Regions from separate parts of the Mus musculus genome. Here region 1 is linked to region 2. The links are chromatin contacts, called in public Hi-C maps. All regions are on one chromosome and are shown on one strand. Each heading gives the region's core, a stretch centred on a gene start, on an enhancer-like site or on the middle of the called end of the contact. The rest is flanking DNA. Distances are from core to core; before and after follow the strand shown.

Evidence for each region. Hi-C and Micro-C count contacts between places; a contact is called where the count stands out from the background.
Region 1: a contact with region 2 is called in a Hi-C map of liver, with 2.4 times the contacts expected there. The contact joins two enhancer-like sites. A contact is called at or near these places in 1 of 15 datasets of contacts at CTCF or cohesin (pro-B cells), 12 of 484 Hi-C or Micro-C datasets (CD4 T cells, CD8 T cells, cerebellum and 4 more) and 2 of 115 datasets of contacts at active chromatin or transcription factors (CD8 T cells and large pre-B cells).

The regions. Positions count from the first base shown.
Region 1 is chr3:52,753,888-52,756,587 of GRCm38.p6, reverse strand. All of the region lies in intron 1 of Gm2447 (predicted gene 2447), which reads right to left. Among named protein-coding and RNA genes, the nearest start is that of Gm2447, 16 kb to the right of the region's middle. Within about 2 kb of position 1,422, at least 37 of the 459 cell types and tissues checked have an H3K27ac peak or open chromatin away from gene starts, as enhancers often do. A contact at or near this core is called in liver and uterus, where this site is marked.
Region 2 is chr3:52,500,631-52,503,330 of GRCm38.p6, reverse strand. No RefSeq gene overlaps it. Among named protein-coding and RNA genes, the nearest start is that of Gm30173, 15 kb to the left of the region's middle. Within about 2 kb of position 1,255, at least 36 of the 459 cell types and tissues checked have an H3K27ac peak or open chromatin away from gene starts, as enhancers often do. A contact at or near this core is called in liver and uterus, where this site is marked.

The sequences.
Region 1 (2,700 bases), core at 173-2,672, 250 kb before region 2:
ATCGGAGCCAATTGGTCACAGTCTGAAATCTCCATAACTGTGAGACAAAATGAAAACAAACCCTCCTTCACTCTGAGTTCATTAATCAGGGGATTTTGTCGGAGTACTGGACAGCTAATGCACACAGGAAGTTCAGACTGGACAGTGAAATTGTAGGCTTGAGTGACAGGGACCTGAAACCTGCCACTATATAGCCACGTGACTCCCGGCTATTTCCTCACTTATTTGATTACGCTTTCAAATTGTGCACAGAGACACAGGATCTGAAGTCAGGCAGTTTGAGTTCCAATCTTGATCCCTCAAATGACTTGAGAGGTTATCTTAAGATAAATACACAAACTAGCCAGTGTTTATTGGGCATTTATGAATGCCGGCACTGTTCCAAATGCCACCCAGGTATTAACCCAGGCAGTCTTTGCAATTACTGTATGCCTTAACCCAGTTATTACAGCTACCTCCCAGCTCCTAAAACAGAGGACGAAGCTGGACCTAAAGTGCTTCAGTAGCCTGGCAGAGTTCACTTGGCTTGTGGGTGATACTCACACATACATCACAGGCATGTTGGAGTCTACTGAAGAAGTACACACAGCTCACTGACTGTCCCATGGTGAACGCTCAAATCTCTGTTAACCGTAGTTCATTGTTCACTACAGACTTATTATGCCTGTTGTCTTGTTAGATACAACAATACTACTACCAATACTCTCAGCCTCCTGTTCCTCGTGGTTCCAGGGATCAAGCACAAAGGCTAAAGAGTGTAAAGATGGATAAATAGGTCTGCGTTGGAATGTGCACAATAAAGGCAGAGCAGCCATTGCTTTATTTTAGCAGAATCTGACATCATTTCCTTGTAAAGGAAAAATGCAATCCAAAGGATACATCTAACTACATTTTTGTACAAAGCAACATCAGCTGATACTGTATGTAGCGAGTGTCTAGAATCTGCCCCATTTGCCCCAAAATAACCAATTTGGGTGTAATCCTTGGCTTGGTGACTTAGCTCCAGCCCTGCCGTCAGGACACTGGACCCTCACTGGAACATGGCATGCCTAGTGTTCTGACCCTCTGCCTAAAGAGTGCAGTCTTCAGGGTCTTGCAAACAGCACCTGTCCTTTGCTCGGTATTGACTGGGTGTTTATAAAGCCTGTTCTCCTGGACGTATTCTCCATCACCCTGGTATAAACTGTGCTATCAGTTTTGGATTGTAAAGATCCCGGGGCAGATAAACAGTGGCCTACCCTGCTTTACAGGAACAAACTACAGACACCCCATGAACCTGACAGAGAACATGATAATGCTAGGGAGTACCAGGACTGTTTCCTCACAGATTTCTGAGAGAGACAAGCCCACAGCAGTGTGCAGCTAATCTGATTTAGTGGGTATTTCCTGACCTGCTCTGACCCGATGTCTCGGATGGACACTTCACAGCTGTATTACTTCCCACGTGACTTAAACTCTTGTTGTTCTGCTTCTTCATGTGTAAAATGGAGAACAGACTACTTGTAAAGACATAAAAGAGGTTGTTGCTTCAGTTAACCCTCACAAGCTCCGCGGAGGAACCTCTACCCTGCAGAAGCATTCAGAGTGGAGGCTCAAATACAACTTCCATCATTTCAAACGTTCTCCAAAGGGTGAGGACAAGGAAGGACTGCTTTGAATAGGAGAGGTCTACGTGGGATCTCAATACCGTTCACCTCACTTGTCCTTACACTTTTGTTTGAACTCTGGGCCCAGGATTCCTTGGTGTCTGTGTTTGCAGATCCGTGCTCGGAAAGCTTCTCAATAATGGCTTCAAAGGGAAGCAAAGCCAAATGGACTGTAGAAGTCAGAGTCCCACCTCCCTCCCTGTGTGCTGGAAGTCAAGTCTTTCCAGTGAGGCAGCCCTCGGTAGGAGGTGCGCAGAGCACGAAAGCTGGTCCTGAAAGCCTTGCAGGTCATTGAGGGCAGGTGGCCCCTAGTGGAGCTTTATCTAAGGGGACTTGTCACTGGAATTCAGGCATGAGTAAATACATTTTATTTGTGCCAAAGGTCATACACCCAGTGGAGCTGCTGACACAACCAGGGTCACTTGGGGCTGTGACATGCACTCTGGAGGTTTATCGCCATGGGCTGGGGAGCAAGTGACACTGAAATTCCTCCTTTTGGAAATTTGGGGTTTAGAACCTTAACAATGCAGAATGGTGCCTCATGCCACTGTACCGTGCTCCTCCTTCCTCCTCCTCCCTTTCTCCTTTTTATTGCCATTTGCTTATAAAATAGTGATCACGGAATTCAACATTGGTCTGCCTTGTGCAGTTAGAATTATGTCTCTCACCTAAACCTAGATGCTGCCTCCACCCCCCTCTCACCATTTTTACTTAAGGTAATTTGCTTCTATTTTTCTACCTGTTTTATACACTCACTCTTAGAAAACATATTTTCTTAGTATTGTTCCCAGCAAGATGTTAACCATGAATACTACCTTCTTGTGATCTGTGTAGTTCAGTGGGTTAAACAAATGATCATTTGGAGTAAATATCCCATGGAAATAAAAGTTCATATCCTAAGATAGTAGGTAGTTAGTTTGGTTCCCAAAGCAAAAAATACAGTAGCTCTTTATAATCAGAGCAATATGTTGTGGGGTAGGGTGCAGCACACACACACACACACACACACACACACACACACACGCTCACATACACGCTTGCACACTCACACCTA
Region 2 (2,700 bases), core at 6-2,505:
GAGACTGTAGCATCTCTTGTTGGTCTGACTTGTCCAATAAGTTTGAAGGGCTGGTTCTCCATGAGCTTAAATATGCCCATATCCCTCCTTGTTCCCCACCTCCATTTGTAAATGTATGGGTGGCACCTTCTTCCTTGTAGCAGTAAGTTGCCAGTCTGTGCCCAGTGGCTTGCACTGGACAGATGTCACTATTTAATTTGTACACAAGAGGCAATCACCTTGCCCCTGTGTTTATGCTCAAAATGGAGCCAAATGTCCCTTTGCAAAGTAGGGTCGGCATGGGCAAAGCTCCTCCTGAGAGCTACTGTTTCACACAGTACGGACTCACTTAGGGCAGGGCAGCAGCTCCGACGTATAGTGGTGCTTCAGAGTGGACAAGACGTCATCTCCACACGAATCGTCAGCCAACACGGGGTCACTTGGATTTGCAAGAATTAGAACCGGACAGAGCACACTATAGCCAATGGATAAGGAGGAGGAAGAGGAAGAAAATGAGGAAGAAAGGAAGCCACTGGGGATGTGATCCTTGGATTAGTGACAAACTATTAACACACTTCAACTGATCTCTGCAAGCTCTGGAACGGAGCTCTACCAAAAGTATGTTAGTTCTAACAGCATGAAGTTGCTGTTCCAGGAATGTGTTTTTAAAAAGCCTTTCCTGGAAAACGGTACTTTCTTACAATAAATAAATATGAAGCTTTGTGAAGGTGTTGCTTGGAGGCTCCAGGTCGGGCTTGCTGTGTAGGTCACAGGTCAGAGCAGGCAGGGGAGGGGAGCATAAGGCAGATCTTTGCTCTTTTCCAGATGTCTTTCCTCCCTTGAATGGGAACGTGACAGTCCCTGTCCCGGGCCCTGCTGCTGTCAATGAGGGCACATACAAAGTGCTTTGCACTCTCTAAGGGAATCGTGCTTTTTGACACCATTTCCTTATCATGTGTCATGTTTAAGCCCGTGCTTTCGCAATCAGGCAGCAATGCCAAGGGTCATCTGTGACTGATTAGCCGGGTTTACTAGAGGCCATCTCTCATCCTTCTCTCTGTCCTGGCTGACTAACATCCAAAGGAAAACTGAGAAACAGACAGAAAGAAAAAATAGAACCCCACCCCATCCCACCCCCACCCTACCCCCATTCCACCCTTATGCTACCCCACCCCCTCACCCCCACTCCACCCTTACCCTACCCCACCCCACCTCCACCGCCCCATCCCCACCCCTGCCCTATCCCTACTTCACCCTTACCCTACCCCACTTCCTTACCCCCTACCCCACCCCCAAGGCTCTCCCATCCACCCAGCATCATGCTAGGTACTGTGGCCATCATTTATATATCACCCCACAAGAAAAGATTTCTCATCAGCATGCCCAGAACAAGTGGGCTCAGAAAGGCAAAGTGACTTTTGCAACCAAGATGTCAAGCAAGGGTCTCCTGGGTTGTACTTCCTCTTTAACGATGCCCTTGTCCCTGTGTGACTTTTGGAACAATCTGCCAAGCTGGCTGGCGCTGCCGTTTGGGAACTGATGGTGAATGAACGTGTTGTCATACCTAGTACAGGCTTGCTCAACGGTGCAAAGGGTGGCCGTTGCTGCTCAGATTCAAATCTCATTTAAACAAAAGTCCTGAACGGAATTCCGTCTGGTGTAGCCACAGGTTTGCCTGAATCATCTTTGCTTAGTTCTGACCTCCAGTCCCTCAATTGGCAGTGAATTTCTCAGACTTTGTCTTCTGTGGATGGGTGGGTGGTGTGAGACAGCGGAAGAAGCCAAAGGATCATGGGAAATTGTCCTGACACATCTTCTCCTTCCCTATCTCGTTTTGTTAGGTTTTTGTTTGGGGTTCTGTGTATTTGTTTGTTTTTAATTCTCCAAACTTGACTATTTCTTCCTGACCCAGAACCTTCTACAAGCTGCAAGGAACCTGACTAAAGCTCAGAGCATTCTCTGTTGGCATCCAAGATCTTTGCCTTAGACGTGTTCCTTAACCTCGTGGCCTCTCACATTCTTCTAAAGTGTGCAGCTCAGTACCTGAACATATAAACAGTGACTCTGTGCCTTGTTTCCCTCCTCAGAAGCCTCAAACCGCATTGACCCCTCAAACTACAACCTTTAAGTATATACGCCTGTTAGGCCCCTTCCCAGTTAAAATCTCTGAAGTTTGCATTACAATGAACAGATATAAAACAACAAGCAAAGACAGAAAGGTTTGAAACAGATGAGAAAAGACCAGCTCATGAGAAGATGCTAAGAGGCCTGGAGACATGGCTCCACTGCTGAGAGAACTGTTTGCTCTTGCAAGGAGGGATCTGGGTTTGGTTTTCAGCATCCTAAGAGTGATTCACAATCATTTATCATTCCAAAGGGATCTAAGGCCTTCTTCTGCCCCTCACTGCACCTGGCACACATGTGATACCCATACATGCAGGTCAAACATCATATACAATGTGTGTGTGTGTATGTGTGTGTGTGTGTATTTGAGACTCTGTGTAGCCCTTGCTGTATAGCACTGAATGATCAGTGTTTATATAGATCAGGCTGGCCTCGAACTCACAAAGTTGTCACTGCCTTTGCCTGCTGAGTTCTTGGATTAGAGTTATGCACCACCACACCTGGCTAGAGTAAATAAATCTTTTTTTTAAAAAAAAACTGCTTTAAGGTAAAAAGTTTGATACTTCCCTGCTGTGTTCAGAGCACAGTACTGGGTGA